Regions from separate parts of the Mus musculus genome. Here region 1 is linked to region 2. The links are chromatin contacts, called in public HiChIP or PLAC-seq maps. All regions are on one chromosome and are shown on one strand. Each heading gives the region's core, a stretch centred on a gene start, on an enhancer-like site or on the middle of the called end of the contact. The rest is flanking DNA. Distances are from core to core; before and after follow the strand shown. Region 1 has its middle 19 kb from the start of Gm33931. Region 2 holds the start of Fzd10 (frizzled class receptor 10).

Region 1 (6,154 bases), core at 3,367-5,866, 35 kb before region 2:
TCCCATGGCTGGGTTGTCAAGTCATACAGCAGTCTCGTGCTCCTGTTTCAGTGGGCCTGGGAACCCAGCCTCCTTGTCTGCAATGATCTGGCTGCTCCAGACAGAAAGAAAAAGTATCCCCGATGGGCAAGGTGGGCAGGGATGTTTGCAAAGGGCTTCAGACCCACAAGAGGCCTGGAAGCTGGTGAGGTGACAGCTGGTCAGTGTGACAGCACTTGGCATTAAAGTAAACTATAAATGGTGACCGTCACAAGGCTCATGCTACATGCATCCTATGTTGGTGTTTACACCACTTGGGGTTTTGATTGGTTGGTTGGTTAGTTTGGTTTGGTTTTGGTTTTGGTTTTTTTGGATGCATTGCATACAAGCCAGAGACCGGAAGTAGAAACTTTGGTTTTCTTGAAGGTTTGGAGTTGCCTGCCTGTGTCTAAGGCCACCAGTTCCCGAAGCCCAGTTCCTATGAGCAGGATCGGCCAGCCTGGGCTCTTGGGAAGTGCAATGTGTTAGTGGTCTTGTCAGGGCTGCAGGCAATGCCATGCCTTAGCCGCTTCTGAGGCTGAGGCAGCAGAGTCACAAGTTTAAGGCCCATGTAGACTACAGACTGGCCAATGTGGGGAATTTAGGGACAGCTTGCCTTAAAATTAATAGTAAAAGGAAGGGCTGTGTAGATAATTCAATGGATTGAGCAATTACTGTGTCATTGTGAGGACTGGAGTTCACATCTCTCAAAACCCACCTATAATTCTAGCACTAGGAAGTCAGAGACAGGGAATCCCAAGGCAAGCTGGGTCAGGGCCAGCTGTAGTCAGCATGAGACCTTGCCACAATAAATAAAGTGAGGAGTGATTAAAGAAAATGATCAAAGTCATCTTTGGGTCACCACGTGTACATGTACTCACATACATGTGAACATGCACACATGTGGAAAACAGTGAAAGAGGGCTGGGCATGTAGCTCAGAGACAGAGTGTTTGCCTAGCATGTGTGAAGTTCTGAGTTCAAATCCCATCCCCCTCCCCAATACTCTCTCCCTCTCCCCCACCCCCTCTACTGGCTGAGTTTGTGTGTTAACTTGACACAAGTTAGAGTCATCAGAGAGGAAGGAAAACTTGAGGAAGGCGTCTCCATGAGATCCAGCTGTAAGGCATTTTCTTAATTAGTGATCAATGTAGAAGGATCCAGACCATGGTAGGTGGTGCTATCCCTGGGTTGGTGGTCCTGAGTTCTAGAAGAAAGCAGGCTGAGCAAGCCAGGGGAAGCAAGCCAGTAACCAGCACCCTCCATGGCCTCTGCATCGGCTCCTACCTCCAGGATCCTGCCCCAACTTCCTCCAATGACGGACTATGATCGGAAGTGTAAGCTGAATAAACCTTTCCTGTCTATTTTGCTTTTTGGGTCCTGGTGTTTCATTGAAGCAATAAAACCCAAACCTAAGCCACACACACACACACACACTGCTATGACTTGGTGCCATTTCAGCCCACGGATGGGACATCAGTCACTTCGGGTCACATATGGGCAGGATTTGATGAAGCACACATTCTATCAAACATCAGATTTTTGTTGTTGTTAATGATGGTTAGAATAACAATACAAAGTGAAGGAGCCTAGTCTCAAGTCATGGCCTGGATAGTTGAGAAGGGGCCTAACATGGGGATCAGGAGACCCAGGGAGTCTTGAGGTGGCACAGAACGAGGCCTGGAACAAGGTAAAACTTTGCTGAATGCTCGTCTCCTGAAACCGCAACATACCAAGTAGATGAAATGCCTGTCATATCAAAGCTTGTGGAAGTGTGGAAGCAGCTGTCCCAAGAATCAGGGCATGCAGCAGGTGTATTCAAAAACACCTTATGGTCCCCCATGGTGGGTCTCCTCCAGGCTCCTGACACTTCCTGTGGCCTCGTTCATTGCCTGCGAAGCTAGGTTTGCCACATTCTCGGAAGCCAGCTATTTCTAGCCAGCTTCATTCTTAAAATGTTCCTTCTGCCCTCTTCTTTCTCAACACCTCCTCTCATTATGCATGATTCTGCTTCTTGCTTACTGAGGTCGCATTTCATTGCAGAAGCTAAAACACCGAAGGCAGAAGGTAAGACTGGGAGACGTGAGTCCAAGGCTTACGGGAACTTCCGGTCTCTGGAGTGCTGACTGCCACAGGCTATGGCAGCATCTACCCGCATCCTGTGATTCCTGCTTTGTGTTTGGACAGCTGTCTGCCTAACCCCTGACACGCAGGTCAAAGCTCCCAGCTCCTGACCTTGACCATCCAGGGAAGAGGGGAAGCAAGCTTCCAGTTGATAGAAAGTCTCTCCAGGAAGTGGGTCAAGATGAAGAAGCCGCTGCCCCCTGCAGACTCATTGTGGCAAGAATAACTTCAAGGAGCTTGGCGTATTGTGTGTGTGTGTGTGTGTGTGTGTGTGTGTGTGTGTTGGGAGGGGCACGACGCACGAGCACTGTTCATTATAGCACCTGAACCATGCTTTCAGGAGGCTGCAGATGAAACACTTGTTAGTCCACACAATAAATGAAGCTGTGAGCCAACCTGGACCACTCTAAGACTTCAAATGGGACCATGTGTGTGTGTGTGTGTGTGTGTGTGTGTGTGTGTGTGTGTATTTTCCACACATCATCTAGTGCTTTTGCAGAGACACCATGCTGTGCTGGGTCACAGTCGATAGCAGCAGAGCTCAGATCCATTAGAGAGCTACTGAAGAACCAAACCAGACCAAATTAGAATCCTTGTCTGCTAGAATAGCCAGCTTTCTACAAACGTGGCTTTGAAAGCGACTTGCCCCCCTCAGAAATGAGATGCCTGTCTTCCTCAGACCCTATTTCCTAGGCTAGCCCCCACTGCAGAGAGAACCAAGCAAGATGGCAGTGAACCCACAAGGTATCCCCAGGAGTACCCAGGGCCTTCCCAAAAGTCATCCCTCTATAGAAACGATTTCTGGGTTGGGGTGGAAGCCAGAGGTGGCCGGCAGGAGTGAGGAGCCCTGGAGTCACCCCTCTACACTCCTCCTTGACTGACTTCTGCTTCCTTCCTTCCTTCTCTGTGGGTGTGATGGCCTCAGGGGCGGGGGTGGGGTGGGGGTGGGGTGGAGGCAGGGAGGGTGAAACATTCACCAGGCAGAGTTGGAAAAGAGAGGCGGAGGACTGAACTACTGGTGTAGCAGAGGCACAAGCTGGGTGGACCATGGCCTGCGTGTGAGAGCAGAAACTCAGTAACGGTACCTGTCAGTCCCCTGCATTATATCCCTGGAGCAAGTCTGCCCTATCCACCTCACAGATGGAAGAGTAAGCCAGGCTTGGGGGGGGGGGGGCGCGGCCACAAACCGTTTGAGGTGTCACCCGTCTAAACCGCAGGACATGATGTGCTGGTGACTTGCAGCAGAGCTGAGTCACCTGTGCAGCTGAGACTCTTGTTTGTTTTAATTCACCCTCCCAGGGCTTGGGAGCATCCTCGTCTTAATTCACAGTAAAGCCCGGACAGTGCTAGAGCTCTCTAGCCATCTCACAATGTATTTTGGAGCTAGCTCAAAACGTACAAACTAAAACAGGTCTCCAGGGAGCTGGAGAGCTCCCAGCACCTACGTGGAAGCGCGCAACCTTCTGTAACTCCAGTTTCTAAGGATCTGGCACGCCCTCTTCTGGCCTCCATGAGAACTACATGCACGTGGAGCACAGACATACACATAAGCGGAACACACTCATGCCCAGAAAATAAAAATAGACGAAATTTAAAAAGCTAGCTTCAGGACACTGCTGTGGGACCCTCCGTGAGCCAGTCCCATTCTTCCCTTCCGAGACAGCTGCTGAGCGCCCAAAGCCCCACCACCACCACGTGACTTTTTTTTTCCTTTTGGGGGACTCATTGGACGCAGATGTGCTGATGAGAGGCCAGCTGTCTTTGATTAAGGCAGAGATTAAGAGATTTTGAAAACTCAGGAACAATGTATTCCTCGATGTTTTGCATTTTAGGAAGAGTTGAATAAAGTTTTGAAGTGCTGAATTAGCTATGCAATGCAGCGGGATCGCCTTTGTTTTCCAAGACAAGTAAATATTTTTAAAGCTCTCGGTTTTAATTTGCAACTGGATATAGGTGTAACTAACATGAAAAATGATCTGTTGCCCCCAAGTAGGTATAAAGACTGTTCGTTGTTGTTGTGTTTTTGTTGTTTTCAAACTCAAAGTTTGTGACATGCTTATCGGTGAGACGCCAGAGAAGCCCTGAATCCTGCGCATGCGCGCACATGCACGCACAGGCTGTTGTTCTATGATGTTCTCTCAGCAAAACAGCCTTCTTTTTTCATCACAGCAGCTGTGCTCACATGTGAGCATCCACAGGAGCAGCCTGGGAACTGTTGATGTTCTCTGAGAAGTAGGGTGTGGGGAGGGTTATAGGTACCTTCACGTGGGTGTGGGTGTGTGGGGATATATATATCTATACCACCCCTGAATGACAATATTCGTGGTGAGTGTTTCCTTGACTGTGACTCCTTCTGTGCTTTGGACTCTTCACTTTCCGGACAGGGTGAGCTGTAGAAAAAGCCACCCTACTCTGTCCTCCTGCTCCATCGGTGGATCTCCTGTTAGGATGCATTCCACCACCCCCGTGACTAAAACCAGATGTTGCATGGGAACAAGGAAATGGAGCAAAAGATAAAACACAGCCACCATGTGGGCCCCACCTGCAGATAAGTGTCGGACGCCCCAAATCAGGACACCCAAAGGTGTGTGGTGTGAGCTGTGTTCACCGACCACAGCCTAGGACTCGGTTCGAAAGTTTAACTGAGCAGGGCTGGAGAGATGGCTTGCTGCTTGTTCAAGAGTGCTTGCTGCTCTTGCAGAGGACCGAGTTCCGTTCCTAGCAGCCACCATGTTTGTTGGCTTCCAACAGCCTGTGAATTCTATCCCAAAGGATCTAATGTTCTCTTCTGACTTCCAGAGCCACTGTACACACACACACACACACACACACACACACACACACACAGAAAGAGAGAGCTGAGATATAATATTAATAAATGAGGAATGATGTTAATTAAAGTAATTAAGTGGGGGTTGAAGGTGAGGCTCAGGGGTGGAGAGCTTGCCTAACATGCACAAAAGCCCTGAGTTCAATCCTTGGCGTGGGCTAAATCAAGTATGGGAGTGCACACCTAAAACCCCAGTACTTGGGAGACAGAGGCAGGAGGATCAGGAGTTCAAGGTCATGCCAACTACCTAGTGAGTTTGAGGCTAACCTGGGCTACACAAGACCCTGTCATGATAAGAATGATGATAATAACAGTGAAATAAGAAATTGGGGTAAACAAACATACCAGTTAAGTAAAAGCAAAAGGGTTCATAAATAGACTACCCAAGGACATTCGTGTATATTTTTAAAATAATGTACGTACTAGGAAGGGTTCCCCAGCACATCGTTGAGGCGCTGAAACATGAGGCCTTGAATAGATTGACACTTTTTTTTTTTTTTTTACAATTTTGTGTGTGCATGTGTGCACATGTGCTGGTGAGCACACACATCTGAGTAGCACAGAATGCGCGTGGAGATCAGAGGACAACGTTCAGGAATTGACTCTCTCCTTCCACTGTGTAGGTCCTGGGATCTGATACAGGGGGTCAGGCTTGGCAGCAGGCGCCTTACCCCCACTGAGCCATCTCGCCGGCCCTGGTTGATGGTCCCTTTAGAACTCGTAAAACCCTAAAGCTCTCAAAGCTACCCAAATAAATGAGTACATGAGACACACTTTAAAACACAGTTCCTGTGATATATATGTGTGTGTCATATATGTCGCCTGACAAAGTTTAATTTCAAACGTCACGCATGAGGATAATAAGATCGCAAAGGGAATAATGAGGAGCCTACATCTGTCCACAGGGCTGAGGATGGACGAGGGTGTTGAGTGAATAAAGGTAGAACCTGTATTGCCAGATCATCAGAGGCCATGGAGATGAGGTCATTTAAATTGCATTATTGATACGGGGATAAAATTATAATGGTTATTGAATAGAAAATCCAAGGAGAGGATAAATATAGTTGACACATACAAACATTTCAGATTATTAGAGAGATTAATGTGGAAATACTAGAATAACCCTGGAGCTGGGGGCACCAAGTTATGCTTGTCCATAAGTATTAAAATTTATTTCAAATTT
Region 2 (5,877 bases), core at 3,137-5,636:
AGGGGATTGGGTGGGGGGGTGGGGGGGTGTCCAAAGATAAGTGGTGTGTTTGTGTGTCTGTGTGTCTGGGTGTAAGCTTTCTAACTTTTAAGCTTTGATGTTTTTCTTTAAATCTACCATCTGGTTTAGAACTAGAGTTCAACTGCAAGAGACAGACTGATGCAGGTAGAGAGACGGATGAAACAAGAGAAGGTGCAGGAAACAAATACCTTAGAAGCTCAGGCTGTTCTCACTATGGCCCAAGGAGCACATGTTAAAAGCACACTTCTGGCCACTTGTTAGTCTCTTGATATTTGTAAACAGGATCCCTGTCACTGTTGGGGATGGGGCCACCGTCAAGCAGGCTCACAGCTGAACAAGGCCTTATCATGTTCTTGGCTGAGGCATTGCTCTGTATGAACTTTCAAAACCTATACAACTAACCACTACAGCTCAGGGGGGCAGATGAGCCTAGGTCTGGCCAGTTGCCACTCCAGTGATCCTCTCTCTCTCTCTCTCTCTCTCTCTCACACACACACACACACACACACACACACACACACACACACACACACTCACTCTTAGTGTCTCTTCTGGTGGTAAGGACAACAATAGTCAATATAGAGGTTTATTTCCATGATTCTGGGTTCTGGGTTTTATGCTCACCGATGGCCCGGCTGCCCAGCATTGATTTCTAGAACTTGTTCCCCAGACTACCCAATTCACCTGTCCTTCCTGCTCAAGGACCCATGGCCCTGTGAAACTTCCCCAATACTTGCTTCAGAAAGCCACGATCAAGCTGGTATCTCTGCTTCAGAAGGGCTCAAATAGTTTAAAGTGCTTCTGAGCTATGAAGGTCAGAGTTGGGTAGGTCTACACTGACCCCTCCCCCCCAATTTCTCAGAGCTGAACTGTGTCCTTGGGTCCTTCTAGCTAGAACTTTAGCTTAGTCAAGCCTAGTGGATCCTGGGTCTGCTCCAGGGCCTATAGCTTGTCTTAGTGATGAGAAGAAAGGGTACCAGAAACTTCAAGGTGGCCAAGCTTCTGAATTTGTTGCTGATGACCCTCCCCCCACCACACACTTAGTCCCACTTTCACCTATCCAGCTCTGAAATGTATCCCATGGCCCCAGAGCTGCAGTAGAGTGGTCCACTCAGACTGGTGCACACAGTAGGTCAGGTAAAGACTGCTGCATCCTGGGTGAGTGTGGTCTCGGCATTCTGTGTATCCATGGAGCCTTGGGGGCAGAGTCACCGCCACCTTTTCCCACAGCCAGCACACAGGCCTCTGAGCCCCAGGATGTTTTATTTTGCCAGCTTGTATCCAGGTTCATGGTCCATGTCTAGCCAGCCTCGCACACCCAAGAATCTGCTAAGAAATGGAGAACGCTCCCCTCACCAATGCACAGTGACTAGCAGCAAACTAAAGAATGTCTTTTATTTTTAATAAAATAGTGGAGCATGAAAAATATCCTATATTACAGATATACAGAGGCAGGCATGGCCCTCCCTGGCTGGAGACAAAGTTTGTCTTCCCAAGTGCTTCAAGACCACTCATGGAAATCATTTGTTTAACAATTCAGAGAGTCAATAAGCCCTCTGGTGCTCTCCACTGGCTTCCCCCCCTCCCCCTTCCTCTCCACAAATCAGTCCCAGTGTGTAGAACACACTGGCTTGGTTTCCATTAAAAAGCCACAAAATGTATCAGGCTGAAGGCGCCCCCCCAACCCCCAACCCTGAGGCTTGAGCCTCTAAATTCTTTTGTTAGATGATTTCTTTTCTTGCCTTTTATTTACAACAAAATACTTTTTCTCTCTCTCATTTGTTTTGCTAGGGAGAGGGGGAAAATGTAAAAAAAAAAAAAAAAAAGTATTGCACACCATTTGAATTCTCCAGTGTTAGATCTGCAGTGGGGTGAGAGGGTAGCGTGGGCTCTGTGTTGGGAGAAACATGGCTATGAAGGCTGGGGAAGTGACTCTCTTTTAAGGGATCTGCAGGCAGACCTTGGGCTGGGGGGGGTGTCACCTCTTTTATCCCCTCTCCTCCTCACCTTCCCTCCCACCCATACAGCAGCCTAGCTGGGGGAGTGAGGGAGGGAGAGCAGGCCCTTGGGTGGCTCACTGGCTGCCCCCCCCCCCCCCCAGGAAAGCTCTTTAGCTTACAAAGGAGCTCTCCAGCCTCAAGTTTATGCACAGGCAGCAAAGCCTTCTGAATACACAGCTGTGTGCTTGAGGCCTAAACAAAAGTTTTCTGGAGGGCGGTTGAATCAACTACTTTACCACAAATTAGTTACACAAGAGGCTCCCTCCTTAATGAGCGACCCTTCAGGGAGGCAACAAACTGAACAGAACCCTTTACATTCAGCTGTTCTGAACCTCAAGGTAGACTTCATGTATGTGTAAATATATGCATATATATGCACATGCATACACATACATGTATATATATATACATATTCTTTTTACTTTGATTTACCAACAACCAGCCAACCAAGAAAAGCTGCCCATTTGGGCTCCGAATGTCCTGTTCTTGCAGCCAGCTCTGCCTTCACACGCAGGCTGAAGGCTGGGCGGGCAGTTCATACTTCCCAAGGTGAGGTTTTTGGGGGTGCTGGGCTTTTTTGTAGATCCCTGCACTGGTGACCACACTGGCTGGTTTCCTCCGGCTTTTTCTCTTTAGCCCCCGGCTGCATACGTGTTGCCAGGACTGCAGGGTCTTGGAAGTCCAGACCCACACCCCACTGGTGATGCCCACCACCAGCAGCATGGACACTTTGACCATGAAGACCTCCACGGCAGGGATGGAGGTGGTCATCAGGCAGTCAGGTGTCTTGGTCTGATTGTTCATCTTACACTTGTGCTGGGTGGCCAGCATCTTCCAGTAGTCCATGTTGAGGCGTTCATAAAAATAGCAGGCAATCACACAGGTGGCCGGCACAGTGTAGAGGAGGGAGAAGACCCCTATGCGTACCATGAGCTTCTCCAGCTTGTCCGTGTTCTCCCCACCCGTTTTCATCACCCTCCGGATGTGGAATAAAGCCACAAAGCCGGACAGGATGAAGGAAGTGCCGATGACTAGGTAGCAAGCCAGCGGGACCAGCACGAAGCCGGTCAGAGCATTGACATCCATGCTGCCCACATAACACACACCAGTGAGCTCATCCCCTGCCACCCTGCGCATCACCAAGATCAAGATAGTCTTCACAGCCGGGATGGCCCAAGCTGCCAGGTGAAAGTAGCTGCTGTTGGCTTCAATGGCCTCATGGCCCCACTTCTTTCCAGCAGCCAGGAACCAAGTGAGGGTGAGGACCACCCACCATAAAGAGCTGGCCATGCCGAAGTAGTAAAGTACCAAGAAGACTAAGGTACAGCCCGTGCTCTCCAGTCCTTCCTGGATAACATACAGCTGCCCACTGTCCCGGTCACAAGCGATGCTCTCCGCGCCCGCGAAGAGGCGGATGATATAGCCCACCGAATAAACGCAGTAGCACATGGAGAGGAAGATGATAGGACGTTCGGGGTACCTGAAGCGCGATGGGTCGATGAGGAAGGTGAGCACGGTGAAGGCGCTGGAGAAGAAGCACAGCACGGACCAGATGGCCAGCCAGACCACAGCGAAGCGCTTGTCGTCGCGGCTCCAATACACATCCACCCCCGGAGTGCAAAGCGGTGCGCAAGATTCGCTCTTCTCCACATGGTGGAACTTGCCTGGGTTGTCACAACCTGCGCGCCCCGGACCCCCGTCCTTTAGTGGGTGCTCCTGCGCGCTGTGGGGCCTCTGGGGCCTGAAGAGCGGAGGAAACATGCCAGAGCCCCGGCTGGGCTCATCCGAGCCGTTGTTGGGTGCCTCCATGCACAGGTAGTTGGGGTCGTTCTTGTTGGGGAGCTTGCTGCAATCCAGGGAGTCCGGCCACCTGAATTTGAACTGCTCCATGATCGGCGAGCACTTGAGCCGGGCCTGCTCGCACATGACCCGGCAAGCAGGGATGGGTGTGGAGACCTGCTCGGTGCACATGGGCGCGTACAGCGAACACAGGAAGAAGCGAAGGTGGCTGTGGCAGCCGTACTCCACGAGCGGCGCGAACTCGTGCAGTTGGATGGCCGCCTCGCGCTGGTTCTCGTGACCCATCAGGTTGGGCATGCGGGTGGTGTTGTAGCCGATGTCCTTGCACATGGGAATCTCCACCGGCTGGCACTTGCCGTCTCCAGGGCGCTCTAAGTCCATGGAGCTGATGGCCGTGCACGAGCCTATCATCACCTGCAGCACCAGCCACAGGCGCGGGCCCGGGTGTTGCATGGTGGCGCCCTCAATGTCCCAGCGCCGCTCAGGGCCGCCGCTCCCGGGCACGGGCTGTTGCTGCTGCCCGCGGCTCCGCGCCCCGGCTCGGGCCCCCGCGCATGCCCATCCAGTCTGGCCGGAGCGCTCGCGGCGCCCGGGGCCACCGCGGTGGGCGCGCGGCCTCAGCGGAGTCGGGGGGCGGCGGGGGAGGGGAGCGAAGTTTGCAAACAATACGGCGGAGCGAGCGCCGCTCAGCGCGCAAACTTTGGCCTCTTCTTCCGGGCGCGGGCGATCGCGGACCGCGGTGGGGCAGCGCGGGCACACCGTGGCCCTGGGCCCTGGAGCTCCTCCCTCCCGGCGCCCGCAGCTGCTTCCAGCACGGCGTCCCGGGATGAGAAGACTTGCAAAGAGGCAAAGAGTAGCAAAGAGGGAAAAAAAAAAAAAAAAAAAGCAAAGCCGATTGGTGACAGGCCCCGCCTCCGCCCGCCGCCCCGCCCCGCTGCTGCTTTGCATCAGAAAGCCTTGCGCCCCGGGCAGCCTCCGCCCTCAGCCCCAGCTTGGGGCTGGACCCCAGCCTCCAGCCTCACCTCCTGCCGGCCTCTCTGCTTGCCCTCCCCGCCCCAGAGGGGGGGTGGGAGGCCTTGAGATTGTCCCCGGTACCCCAAGGACGCCGAGGTTACGGGAAGTTTGGGGACTCGGGTAAGGGTGGTCCTCACCCGGGGTTGGGGGCTGGGGACGCATCTTCTACTTTTACGACCGGGCCCTGGCGGAGGGCACTTTCAAAGAGACACGGGATTTGCGTTTTATGACCGTGCTCATAAAAAAGTGGCCCCTCGGCTTGTAAAGCTGCCCGCATCTTCCCGAAGCCGGGGGTTTGCTGCCCGGGGCGCGGAGCTCGGACTCCGGGGAGGGGCTGCCTTTGAAATTTCAAAAGGGCCGAGTGCAGGGGAGGGGGAGGGGACTTGGGAAGCCGGAGTTTAGGGCCTCTTCTGCAAGGTCTACTCAAAGAAAGAAGGGAGGGGGCGGGGAGGAGACTTTCCGGGCCGCTGACACCCCGCACCCCGAGAAGAGGGGCTTGGCTTGAATCGTGGTGACCCTTGCCCCGCCAAGGCCACCGTGTTGGGGACCATCGCGCCAAGCCGGCTGGTGGTTTCTCCAAGCGGCTGAGTTTATTTATTATAGGAAGTTGTGTATTTATATTATTTGGCGAAAGATGTGCTCGGCCTGCGTCCTCCTGGGAGGCGGAGGCTGAGCCCCGGCCTACACGCGCACGGCTGGTTCCCACGCAGAGTGGTGGGGCCTCTCCGTGCCTTGCTATGCTGGCTCCTGCCCCTTGGTTGGTTTTGGGCTAATCTGTGATAAGGACACAGAGCTTCAACCTCCTTCCCCCGCACAGGGAGTGAGTGCACCATGGGAGCCCACCGCAGTCCTTAGATGTCCGAGAGATCTGGGGTGCGGCACCTGTCGCGGACTCTTGGCTTTGGATAAACAGCCCTCAGGGCGGTGGCCCACTCTCTCCTTAGACCCCACCCCACCCCCATTCAGGTCTGCGTTTTAAGTGTCTGGGAAACTACCAGGACCTCCAGTGCGGACTCCCCCAACTGCATAGGTGCAGCTAAGT

The links. HiChIP or PLAC-seq counts read pairs in DNA pulled down with a chosen protein or histone mark.
Region 1: an H3K27ac HiChIP or PLAC-seq map of double positive thymocytes shows a contact between it and region 2, with 2.7 times the contacts expected there. The contact joins the enhancer-like site here to the promoter of Fzd10 in region 2. A contact is called at or near these places in 3 of 484 Hi-C or Micro-C datasets (epidermal suprabasal cells, myocytes and palatal mesenchyme), 8 of 115 datasets of contacts at active chromatin or transcription factors (the SCID.adh cell line, craniofacial prominence, double positive thymocytes and 3 more) and 3 of 9 other capture datasets (adipose tissue, liver and pancreatic islet).

What each region holds. Positions count from the first base shown.
Region 1 is chr5:128,634,978-128,641,131 of GRCm38.p6, reverse strand. No RefSeq gene overlaps it. Among named protein-coding and RNA genes, the nearest start is that of Gm33931, 19 kb to the left of the region's middle. Within about 2 kb of position 4,616, at least 22 of the 459 cell types and tissues checked have an H3K27ac peak or open chromatin away from gene starts, as enhancers often do. A contact at or near this core is called in the SCID.adh cell line, craniofacial prominence, double positive thymocytes and 1 more, where this site is marked.
Region 2 is chr5:128,599,615-128,605,491 of GRCm38.p6, reverse strand. It overlaps Fzd10 (frizzled class receptor 10), which reads right to left and starts at 4,386. Exons shown (of 1, transcript NM_175284.3): 1 at 1,399-4,386. The coding sequence starts at 4,274. The coding sequence ends at 2,526. It overlaps Fzd10os (frizzled class receptor 10, opposite strand), which reads left to right and starts at 4,805. Exons shown (of 6, transcript NR_015517.2): 1 at 4,805-4,955.